Linked DNA regions of Mus musculus: regions 1, 2 and 4 are each linked to region 3. Evidence: chromatin contacts called from public Hi-C and HiChIP or PLAC-seq data. All regions are on one chromosome and are shown on one strand. The core of a region is the stretch at or near the end of the contact, and the rest is flanking DNA. Distances in the headings are between cores, read along the strand shown. Region 1 overlaps Vps13b (vacuolar protein sorting 13B). Region 2 overlaps Vps13b (vacuolar protein sorting 13B). Region 3 holds the start of Rgs22 (regulator of G-protein signalling 22). Region 4 overlaps Vps13b (vacuolar protein sorting 13B).

The links. A called contact is a pair of places that touch in the nucleus more often than the background predicts. HiChIP or PLAC-seq counts read pairs in DNA pulled down with a chosen protein or histone mark.
Region 1: an H3K4me3 HiChIP or PLAC-seq map of craniofacial prominence shows a contact between it and region 3, with 5 times the contacts expected there. The contact joins the enhancer-like site here to the promoter of Rgs22 in region 3. A contact is called at or near these places in 10 of 39 promoter capture datasets (the 3T3-L1 cell line, the C10 cell line, embryonic stem cells and 7 more), 1 of 15 datasets of contacts at CTCF or cohesin (large pre-B cells), 3 of 484 Hi-C or Micro-C datasets (CD4 T cells and embryonic stem cells), 2 of 115 datasets of contacts at active chromatin or transcription factors (craniofacial prominence and embryonic stem cells) and 1 of 9 other capture datasets (embryonic stem cells).
Region 2: a Hi-C map of uterus shows a contact between it and region 3, with 2.5 times the contacts expected there. The contact joins the enhancer-like site here to the promoter of Rgs22 in region 3. A contact is called at or near these places in 10 of 39 promoter capture datasets (the C10 cell line, frontonasal cranial neural crest, hematopoietic stem and progenitor cells and 6 more), 5 of 484 Hi-C or Micro-C datasets (cerebral cortex and uterus), 2 of 115 datasets of contacts at active chromatin or transcription factors (embryonic stem cells and fibro-adipogenic progenitors) and 1 of 9 other capture datasets (embryonic stem cells).
Region 4: a Hi-C map of uterus shows a contact between it and region 3, with 4 times the contacts expected there. The contact joins the enhancer-like site here to the promoter of Rgs22 in region 3. A contact is called at or near these places in 8 of 39 promoter capture datasets (cranial neural crest, embryonic stem cells, frontonasal cranial neural crest and 4 more), 7 of 484 Hi-C or Micro-C datasets (B cells, embryonic fibroblasts, peritoneal macrophages and 1 more), 1 of 115 datasets of contacts at active chromatin or transcription factors (large pre-B cells) and 1 of 9 other capture datasets (adipose tissue).

The regions. Positions count from the first base shown.
Region 1 is chr15:35,649,985-35,652,684 of GRCm38.p6, reverse strand. It overlaps Vps13b (vacuolar protein sorting 13B), which reads right to left. Exons shown (of 62, transcript NM_177151.4): 30 at 319-430. Among named protein-coding and RNA genes, the nearest start is that of Mir599, 9.6 kb to the left of the region's middle. Within about 2 kb of position 1,289, at least 14 of the 459 cell types and tissues checked have an H3K27ac peak or open chromatin away from gene starts, as enhancers often do. A contact at or near this core is called in craniofacial prominence, where this site is marked.
Region 2 is chr15:35,875,201-35,877,900 of GRCm38.p6, reverse strand. Vps13b (vacuolar protein sorting 13B) reads right to left here. Exons shown (of 62, transcript NM_177151.4): 45 at 2,076-2,339; 46 at 1,438-1,521; 47 at 1,084-1,259; 48 at 234-404. The region is part of intron 2 of Gm41292 (a long non-coding RNA gene); the gene reads left to right. Among named protein-coding and RNA genes, the nearest start is that of Gm41292, 10 kb to the left of the region's middle. Within about 2 kb of position 1,415, at least 4 of the 459 cell types and tissues checked have an H3K27ac peak or open chromatin away from gene starts, as enhancers often do. A contact at or near this core is called in uterus, where this site is marked.
Region 3 is chr15:36,138,965-36,141,664 of GRCm38.p6, reverse strand. It overlaps Rgs22 (regulator of G-protein signalling 22), which reads left to right and starts at 1,265. Exons shown (of 28, transcript NM_001195748.1): 1 at 1,265-1,337; 2 at 1,758-1,786. The coding sequence starts at 1,313.
Region 4 is chr15:35,825,592-35,828,291 of GRCm38.p6, reverse strand. All of the region lies in intron 39 of Vps13b (vacuolar protein sorting 13B), which reads right to left. Among named protein-coding and RNA genes, the nearest start is that of Gm41292, 60 kb to the left of the region's middle. Within about 2 kb of position 1,366, at least 21 of the 459 cell types and tissues checked have an H3K27ac peak or open chromatin away from gene starts, as enhancers often do. A contact at or near this core is called in adipose tissue and uterus, where this site is marked.

The DNA of each region.
Region 1 (2,700 bases), core at 40-2,539, 490 kb after region 3:
TCTAGAAAGGACCTCATTTCTTACGTGATTAGAGAATTGGTCAAATATGAAGGCTGCTAAACTTTCCATGCTATGTTTCTTCAGTTCATGAGGACTTGGTACTTACAGTCTGCTGCTCATCAACACTTCACAGGAATACTTGATTTGTCTGAATGAATTTAAAAACCCACAACTGAGGAAAATCAGAAAAGCCTAGTTTGAAATATCAAAAGATCCCCAGTAAAAAATATTTCTAGAGGCCATGCAAGTTTTATTGATCATTGTACTTCTCTGCAGAACAAAATTGTTGCAAGACGGAACGTAATAAAATCAACTTACTGGTAAATATCTTTCCTGAGGACAGATCTGCCAAGCGGATTATCAGCCTGAGGAGCCATGGCAATAGAGCCAACCTTCAAAACCATTGTGTCTTCCTTTGCTGCCTGATTCACTGTAACAAAGGGAAGTGACATGAGTATTACATGTGGATCTGTGATGCACAATGAGATATTCGTGGAAATAGGATGCCGATATCTTACAAAAAAAAACCAATAAATGAGAAAAAGAACAATAAAGTTACATTTAAAATAAAAAATAATAAAAAAATTTGATGCTTTTGTAAGTCTATTTCCGTTTTCTGTTTACCACAATTAAAAATCACAATGAAAAAATAATCAACTTACTTTAATATAACTATATTGTTTTTATTAAGTATATGTACTTAACAATAAAACCATATAATGATCTAATTCCACAAAATTGATCCCACCCACTCCTGCTTCCTGGCCCTGGCATTCCCCTGTACTGGGGCATATGATCTTCTCAAGACCAAGGGCCTCTCCTCCCAATGATGACCGACTAGGACATCCTCTGCTTCATATACAGCTCAAGACATGTAGTTCATATTGTTGTTCCTCCTATAGAGTTGCAGATCCCTTCAGCTCCTTGGGTACTTTCTCTAGCTCCTTCAAAATTCAATGACTTTTAACAATAAATCAACTATAAGAACTGTTTACCTATTATTAAACATTGAAACATAATATACAACTTTCCATACTGTAAGTATTTTAAAACCTGTAAGGTCAGTTAAAGCTCAGGGCTGGTGTACGGCCTCCTGCCCATGTGGCACTCCCAAGGGCACTGAGAAAGGTAGTGGTGAGAATATGAACACAAAGTTTTGAAAGAAAAGATACTCCTGCTGCTTCTCAAGGAGCCCTTAGGATCTGCCACAAACAGAACAGAGGAGAGCTGGGTGTTAAGCCATCCTATGAACATCCTACGAAGGCACAATTCATGCTTCCCCAACCGTGCTGCCCAAAGAATGCAAAAGCTAGGAGATTATTTCCAGCTGTTTCAGCAGCACACTTGGTATGGTCTGACTTTGATTAGTCCAAAAAAAGAAAGTTAGAATTGAGAAAATGAAAAAGCAAGAATAAAGCTTGTCGGAAAGGGTTGGAGGACGAATATGACAGGAGAGAGGTGGGAGGAGGGTGGGTAGCAAATGGCAGAAATGGAGATGAACTATCATAATAAATATTAGCATGTGGACATCTTAGTAAACACAATAATTTAAAAGGCCCATTGCAAAAAAGATCAAACAGAAAACTCCATCTCATGCAGCTGGGCCACTTTCAAATGCAGGCGGTCTGGCTTGATTATAGGTCCTCATAGTATGACCAGTGTTTACATTTCACAGATCTTGCATTATATGCCAAGCTTAATAGATCCATGTGGGAAAAGCATCTGATTAAGCAGAAGGCATCAATTAAATCAATAAATAGTAAGCCTGGAGAATAGACTATACCGCACAAGTACAATTAGTGGACTTGCTAACTGTCTTTCTAGGCTGCAGACACTACCTGCCATATGAAGTCTCAACTGCAATAGACACGCAGCAGTAAATGAGGTGCATATGGAAGAAAAATGACATACTTGCGTTACATACAAAGCCAGACCCAAGAACAGAACTCTGCTACAGCCAAGTATGCTCTCAGTAGGCTACTCTATGAAGTCAAGGTAAAATACAAATATAAAACGACTTGCTGACAAGCATTCATGAATTAGATTAAAATTTTATTATAGAAAGTAGTGGATTTACCAACATTTTATTCATATACAAGCAAGAATAATGAAACTGTGAACTTGCATAAGGAAATGTCTTGAGTGATTTCTTCAGTTACTTTATAGCTGGGAAGGTAGCTTTAAAGCCTACCTTTCTGGCTTATTTAACCTGCTTTTAATTGTTGGGCCACATGAGGAAATGTTTGCATTTAAAGCATTTTAAACATGAAAATCAATACCTTCCTTCTTTGCCTTAGCTGTTTTAAGTGAGCCTCATCAGGAACCACTCATCCCAGGAGAAGCATGATATGTCTAAAACACAGCACTCTATGATGAAATAAAAACTAAAGCAGAAAGTGAAACAACTATAGATTTAGAACCTTGATAACTGTGAAAGAGGCAAACAACACTTAGACGGAACCAAGGTGAAACTCGAAGTGAAAATACACTTTTTGCTCACAAATACTGTGAGAACCATTTAGTACATCAATTAGATAGACTGTTTAGGCAAGTGAGCAAACAGGAAATACAAGGCAAAGGTTTATCTGAGTCAGTAATATCAGTATAATTACTAACACAGGTACATACATACACATGCACACACGCACACATCTAATAGAGTATAACTGCAGCCTTTGCTGACTGAAAACTTACTATGCA
Region 2 (2,700 bases), core at 166-2,665, 260 kb after region 3:
TCCCCAAAGCCCCCTATACCCTCTCCCTGCCCTGCTCCCCAACCCATCCACTCCCATCTCCTGGCCCTGGCATTCCCCTGTACTGGGGCATATAATCTTTGCAAGACCAAGGGCTTCTCCTCCCATTGATGGCTGACTAGGCCATCCTCTGCTACATATGCAGCTAGAGACAGAGCTCTGGGAGGCTTCTTAATGTTTAGAAGTACATATAGAAAACGAATGAAGAATGTCACCTGTCAGAATCTTTGTTACTGTAAGGCCAAGTGGGCTCCTGGGACTTTTCTGGCCCATAGAACTCATCAAGCATCTCATTAACTGTGCCTCCAGGCTGTATCTTAGTGGCTATTTGCTTAATGAGGGCTGTTGATATGGGAACCGCACAATCGGAAGGGTCATATTCTTCCCTAGGAAGTGAAAAGAGAAAACAGTAACAGATTTTTAAGAGTGATTTATTTATTTATTATATATAAGTAGTACACTGTTGCTGTTGCTGTCTTCAGACACACCAGAAGAGGGCATCGGATCGCATTACAGATGGTTGTGAGTCACCATGTGATTGCTGGGATTTGAACTCAGGACCTCTGGAAGAGCAGTCAGTGCTCTAAACCACTGAGCCATCTCTCCAGCCCGCTTAAGTAATTTATAATTTACCAAAAAAAAAAAAAAAAAAAAAAAAAACCAAAAAACAAAACCTAGAAATGTAGTTAGATTCACACTGTTCTGTGGGGTATTCTCCCTCCTCTTTCCTCTTTCTTCCTCCTTCCCTCCCTCTCTCCCTTCAGTGAGTTGGAGATTTATGACACAATTTTTAGATGGCCTGTGTCCTGGCTCTTCTTCCCACATACCCATGCTTGGGTGAGATCTCTAGTCATCTCTTCTCTGCAGGAAGGTGTCAATAAAATCTAAAATAAATTACATTTTATGATTCTACTTGGTTATTTATAAGCTTAATGAAAACGGCCAGATTCTATGTAGAGCCTTACTTAACATTTTTCTCAGGTCAGAATGTAAGTAAGGCTGCACCATGTAACCAGAACAGCTTGAGGCTACTTTACTTCTTGGGAAAATCCGCTTTGCTCATACCGTGCTTGAAATGTCAGGTGATGTACAAGGTCAGGTTCGACATTTTGCAGTGGATTTTCCTGCCCTCTTCCTGGAATAATCTGTGTTTCACTCAGACCCAGACTTCTTTTTTCCAAATGTATAATAATGGGGTCTGGAAGATGACTTCTCATGATAAAGAGAGGGCTGAACACGATCTATAAAAATAAAAGGACAGAAACAACTTTCATATTTGCTTTGTTGCAGTATTCCAGCTGTTTGATGCTGAAACATACGTGTAATAAATCTCCTCCCTGGGTCACTGTGACCTTATTCATTTGAGAACAGGAAAGGTCAGTGTTGGACACCATGCCTCAGGATTGGGAAAGCACTCACCATTCGCTGCTGAACTTGAGAGTTGGGTTCCAAAGTCAAAACTGTGCACCACACATAAATAATGGAACTGTTTGAAGTAGGCACCTGCACACGAGATAGGAAAGGCCCTGTAAGATCCAAAACAGCCTGATAATTAAGCAAAATATACGGAGTATCAGTTTAGATGATGAAAGAAGTTACAGTTACAGGAAAAAGCCACTAGGAATACTAAGGAAGTAAAACCAGACTTAAAATGAAAAGGGACTCCTTTCTGCAAAGGTGAAGAAGTCTGCACATGGATAGTGACGTGAGATGGGGGAAGAATGAAGAGATCCAGTTCTTAAATGGACGAAGATGAAGGTGGTGAAGATTCAGACAGAGACTAAAAACCATCAATCATCACAAAGATGCTCAAGTGGGGAGGTCAAGATTCCAGTCCCACCTCTGGGAAGCCCAGAGACGGGAGCCATTGCCGGAATCACTGACCAGTTTTTTTTTTTTTTTTTGTTGTTGTTGTTTTGTTTTCTTTCTTAGATTTCACTTTCTGCATAAACCAGTTGTGATTTTATTACAAAGTATGGGCTACATAAAGTAAATGCACAATGAGAACATTTCTGTGTTTAAAGTCACTCTTTTCCAGATATCAGGGACTCTCATACCTGGATGACAGTGCTATACTCAGAGGCTTTGGGTTCCAGACACACATCTCTTGACCAGTCCTCGTCTCCCTTAGCCTTCACACACAGCTCTGTCAGTTCGTTGTTTTCTAATATGTACGAAGGCAACTTCTGTTTGGCTGTGAGGCAATCAAAGTGTTCTCGAACTACAGCTTGTCCATCTTGACCAATGTAATGCTGGACAACTTTCAGTTCTATACTCTGAGACAAATAGCTACAGATGATCTGTCTTCCGCAGATGATAATCTAAAAGATGATACATAATATACAAAAGGTTCATCAATTTGGATGTCATTAACCAGAAATATGTATTCTTTTGGGAGATAATGCTGATGTTCATTACAGATGAAGTCATCAGTTTAGTATGACAGCGAAAGTAAGGAGTCTTTAAAGAAAAAAAATGAATTTTGTTCTGATCATATACAGTTGATGATATTTAAAGAGGGGACACATAGGCTGGGAACCAGTGAGCAGCTGGAAATGGTGAGGTGCTTGAGCTAAAGATGTGTGCAATAAAAACTGTGGAAGCAGGTCAGTGCGTAGCTCACCTGGCAGACAGGGTAGAGGGAGGCGCAAGCCTGCCAATCACCTTAAGTACACTCAGTGA
Region 3 (2,700 bases), core at 16-2,515:
AGAAATATGTTAAGGTAGAACTGGCTGAATCCAGTATTTACCTGAATGTGGGGTTTGGAGGGAAAGTTCTAGGGGGAAACTTTGAGTTACTCGGAAGATGTATCATTTAACGGTCATAAGATTTATGTTCCAAAAATAATTTATGTCCCCCCCCAAAATCTGTGTTTTAGTTGAGATAGGTTCTCAAGTAGCCCAGGCTGGCCTTAAACTTCTGATCCCCCTGCCTCCACCTTCCTAGTACAGATTTTGCAGGTCTTTGCCCCAACCCCGGTCAGAAGATGAAGCTCAAAGATCCTGTCTGGGAATGGGTATGATTTGGGTGTGGAGTGATAGGGTGGGGTATAGCTCCTGTTAGACATTTGCATTGGAAGTACTGCTGGGAAGGGGCAAGCAGTTAGCTTTGGGGTTTATTTGGTACCACTGAGGAAATTCAGAACTACAGAATGGGATAAGTTTTATAAAACAATTAGGAAGCAGTATTTCCAATGCAAATGTCTAACAGGAGCTATACCCCACCCTATCACTCCACACCCAAGTCATACCCATTCCCAGACAGGGACTTTGAGCTTCATTTTCTGGCCAGGGTTGGGGCAAAGACCTGCAAAACCTGTACAAGCAACGTGGAGGCAGGAGGATCAGAAGTTCAGGGCCAGCCTGGGCTACATGAGAACCTATCTCAACTAAAACACAAATTTGGGGGGGGGGACATAAATTATTTTTGGGACATAAATATTTTTAGTATTTAGAATAATTGTGTTTAAATTTTTATCTTTTCTATTTAAATAAATTCTTTTTTGTTTGTTTGTTTGTGGTTTTGCTTTACTGTAGCTCAGGCTGGCTTTAAACTCTTAGTAACTGAGAACAAGCTGTAACTCTATTCTCCTGCCTTCTTTTGTTAACTGTTAGGATTGCAGGTGTGTGCCACAGTACACAGGGCTCTGTTTTCCTAACTCCTTTCCTGAACACACATTTTAGGGTAACTGTAATCTGTGGTCCCCAGTTCGGGTAATTCCTAGTGGTCAGCGTTTATGAAAAACCTTTTGCTACAGGCGTCTGACCTAAGGAAACTGAGGCCTGGCTCTGCGGTCCTTCGCTGTGGGAGGATCTGCTCCCCCCGCCCCCGCAACAGCCCTTCCCCACCAGGAGCCGTGCGATCTCCACAGTAACGGCCGCTCCCCAGCCGCCACCCCTGGCCCAGGCGCCTCTGCTTTGTCCAGCTCTATGGCAACAGCGGGCAGCCCCAGGCCGCGTGCCGTGGGGCGGCAGTCGCTCCCCAGACAGCGGGGCCGGGCAGCTGGGTTCCCCCGACAGGATGCCGGAGAAGCGGCTCTCGGCGGGTAGGTGGGCCCCGGCGCCCTGCCGCAGTGCTCGGGCACCCGGACCGCGCTCGACCCCAGCCCCAAGCCTCCAGCCCAAGCCCGGGTCCCCAGCCCCAGCTCCCTGCCTTTTATACGAACCCCCAGGGCAGTCGCTATTACCTTGTGCGCTAACCACGCTAAGCTCTCCTTTTGCAAATGGGGGCCTTAGGTTAGCTCTGGGGTGACAGTGGGTCCCAAGCCAAAGTCCAAAGGTCTTTCCTCCCCACCTTCACCTGGAATCCTACCTTAAAATGTAATCCATGTGCGGATAATGAACATTTTACTGAGCTCACCCGGGATATATGTATATACAGTAGCGCCAGGGGCTGTCGCAGATGATTTCAGTTAGTCTAAAAGGAAGATCTGAGTACGAAAAGGTAACGTTTTGTCTCCTTCCAGAGCCGCCAGAAGTTACAGAAGAAGAGTTTGTGAGTACACAGTGGCGAGAACGGGTCTTTTTTTTTACATTCTCTTCGGGCTAAAGCTTTCTTCTGTAAAAGACCTCATGTAGTTTCTCCGTACCCTTGCTGTCCCTATGGGGGCAGGCCGGCTGTCTCCATGGCTTTGTTGTGATGTGCAGGGCAGCTCCTGGTTGCAGTAAACATTAGTAGGTAAAGTTGCTCACCCCAGCATTAGAGATGGGAAAGAAGGGCTGGGAGTCGGGGTCATCCTTTGTGACATAGCAAATTCAAGGCTATGTGAGATCCTGTCTTAAAAAATACCAGCCCTCCCTCACCTCCACCCCCATGGTAGCACTCAGGTCTTTAAACTCCAGCAGAGGCAGGAGGATTTCTCTGAGTTTGAGGCCAGCCTGGTCTACAGAGCAAGTTCCAGGACCGCCAGGGCTATACAGAAAAACCCTGTCTCAACAACAACAACACCACCCAGTCAATCAATAAATAATAAAATAACAAAGCCAAAAAACCCAAAACTAATCAACCAAACAACCAAAACAGACAAACACAAAAACAGCAACAGAAACCAGTCATCTATTTGTAAGTGTTTAAATTGTTTTCTAGACATTGTTCTCAGGTCAGAATTTTGGAGAAATTGAGCATACTAAATATTTGCCAAATCTATTTATCATTTGGGAGAGTGCTGTCTTTAGAGACTCTTCTAGAAAGCATATTGCTTACACGAGGAGCTTGCCCCAGGGCACAGACAGACACAGAGGCAACCCTTTTTCCTACCACCGTTGAGGCTGGAGCTCAAAGCGCGTCCAGTATTTACTAATGTGAATACTCTAGCACCCACTTCTCTTGTTGACTGATTATCCTATTTACTTTTGGCTTTTCATTCAACAAACATGAGTGACTGTGTATTCAAAGTATTGTCCTAAATA
Region 4 (2,700 bases), core at 117-2,616, 310 kb after region 3:
ATGAAGCTAATAAAACTAAATTGTTTTTAAGCCAAAGTAAGGATTTAATTTTATCTTAATGCCATTTGGAGAACATAGAAATGATGCAGTAAAGTTTACATTTCTAAAAGATTCTAGATAATATAGAAAATGAATTTAAGTGGTAAGTATGGCAGGAAGGCAACCCATTAGGAGATTTAAGGTCAAGATATTAGAGACTGGGTTAGCAGGGGATGTTCCTGGGACCTAACAGTCAGTCTGGACTGCTCAGATACGAGGGTGACGCCATGCCACGGTGGCCTGAGCAACTGCATAGTGCTGATGGCATCCACTGGGATGGGGCGGGCAATCATGAGTTCTTCTCTGGACAAACTCAAGTGACAACAACAATAAGCCACTCTAGTAGAAACAGTGAGGAGCTGGATATTGCAGAGACTGCAAGGGGTGTTAACTGTGTTGATGCACAACTTACTCCAGGGTCATAATAAACTGACTTTAGTGATGAGTTAGGAATGTAGACTGGCTAGGAATCTAAAATAGGGAGCTGACTGGAGGATAGAGAGGAATAGATACAGATCAGTCTTTAGACAGGAAGGGATAAATCTCAGTTTAGATAGTGACCATGGAGGAGGGAAAGCAAGGGCTCTGTTGCAACTAAGTCTCGATGTACAAGAGATAGGGTCAATGGCTGAGGTTTTAAAAGAAATCCATAGCTACTTCTTTCAGACTTTTTTGTATGCCATGTTCTTGGCTTAATATTCTTAAGGAACTGTTAAGCTGCTTAGAGGCTTGCGTATAGCATATCATGAGCAATGTTTTCAAATGGTTTCAGACAGCTGGGGTATAGCTCTTGCTTAGTGTGAGAGGGGCTCTGGCTCACCCTCCTGTACTACCTACACCCCTAGTTAATGAACAGAGTTAGCTGGCAAGGAGATAACAGCGTAAGCTCTATGCTGTGCTATTCTACATCACTCGCGTGCACCAGTTCTTTCATTTAGAGGAGTGTGCAAGGGCCCATTTGTAAACAACCCCACTTTCGGCTCACTCACTTCCTTTGTCTCTCAGTTAAAGCTGACATTCCCCAGCTAGTTTCTAGATAAGTAGTGACATAACAAAACTAACAATTGAACATGGTCACATTGTTCTTACAGCTTCATATGGTAGCAATTAATTATTCCCAAGGAAGAGTTGGCTCTGTTTTGTGTGATCTATTTAAAATAACTTTAGTATGAGCTTTTAGATTTGAAAGAGACCATGCGAATGATTTTTAGTTATATATCTATAACTAAGGATTTATTACTAATGCCTGTAGTGAATAACTTGAAAGAAAGATGACTATTCCAAGAAAGGTTGGTTGCCAAAAAATAGTTTAGAGAGCCTGAGTATCTAGTACTGAGTCATGGGAAGTGGGAACAAGTAAATTGGTTTCCCTGGAAGACATTCCACATGGAGCACATGGTACATTTCAAATGACTGTCAAGATTATATTTTTTTATTACATTTTGTTTTCCTATTCACTATTTGACAGGACCTAAAAAATTAGCCAGCCATACATAATAAACTGCACTCTAAGCATATGTGGCCTTTGCATATGAATATATTTTATGCTGTATATCTGCCAGTTGGTAAAAGCACATCTATTTATGCAGTTAAAATGTTATTTCACAATTTGTTTCCACTTGATGGCTAATTTGGGAAGATTTGCATGTGTGTTGGCCATTTAAAAATATTTTTGGTACAAAGAATATTCTGGCACTTAATTTGTTTTTATTACTTACTAGTGCTGCCAAGACTATTAGCAGTTACAAATTCCCTGTCTGTCCTCGTGATGAACGGCTTCTACTTCTTGGTGCAGTGGCTGCTGAAGTGAGGCAATTACCCCTTTGTGGACTCAGTCCCACTACAGCACCTAGGCAAAGAGGGCAAAGGGGGTAAAGGGGGCAAAGGGGGCAAAGGGGGCAAATGGGGCAAAGGAGTCAAAGGGACTGTCTTGCCTGTACACCTGTGCTGCTAGAAGGAAGAGACTTAACAACTCAAGTACATGCCTCTGCCTCCATTGTCCGTTCCTTTGTCCTACCACCGAACAGAGAAGCTTAAAGAACACACAGGACTGGTTAGTGAGTATGAAGGACTTATGTTTCCACTCCTGATTCAGGTACTGATGCTCGCTCATGGATGTTTTGTTACCTTCCCCGCCTCTCCCAGCACACCAGTCTCCAAGGATGTCCAGACAACTGATGGTCACAACAGAAGGAAAACACAGTAAAGACGACAGCGGCTTTCAGTGCACGTGTGCGTGGAAGAGTGGAGGTCAGAGTCCGCTCTCTCCTAATCTGTAGAATCTGGGAAGGGATCTCAAGGTTGTCCCACCTGTGCTAAGGCACCTCTATGTACCTTGCCGTTTCTGGTTCTTATTATTAGCTTAGTGAGGAAAATTTCCATTTTTCAGATAAGCTAATTGTGGCTGGTATCAGGGAACTTGCTCAGAGATGCACAGTCAGTGGCTATAAAAACTATGCTCGTTCATTATTTAAAGAAGAAAAAATTTATATGTCATTTGCCATTTACAGTTCCTTTTTGTTCTGTAATTTGAGTTTCACAATACACATCTACTTAGATTAAATCCACTCCACTACCATGGCCCCCCCAGCATCATGTGCATTCTCTTTCTTGAATCCACTGTGCACACTCAGCACCTGACGCAGTCTGTGAGTGACTGTA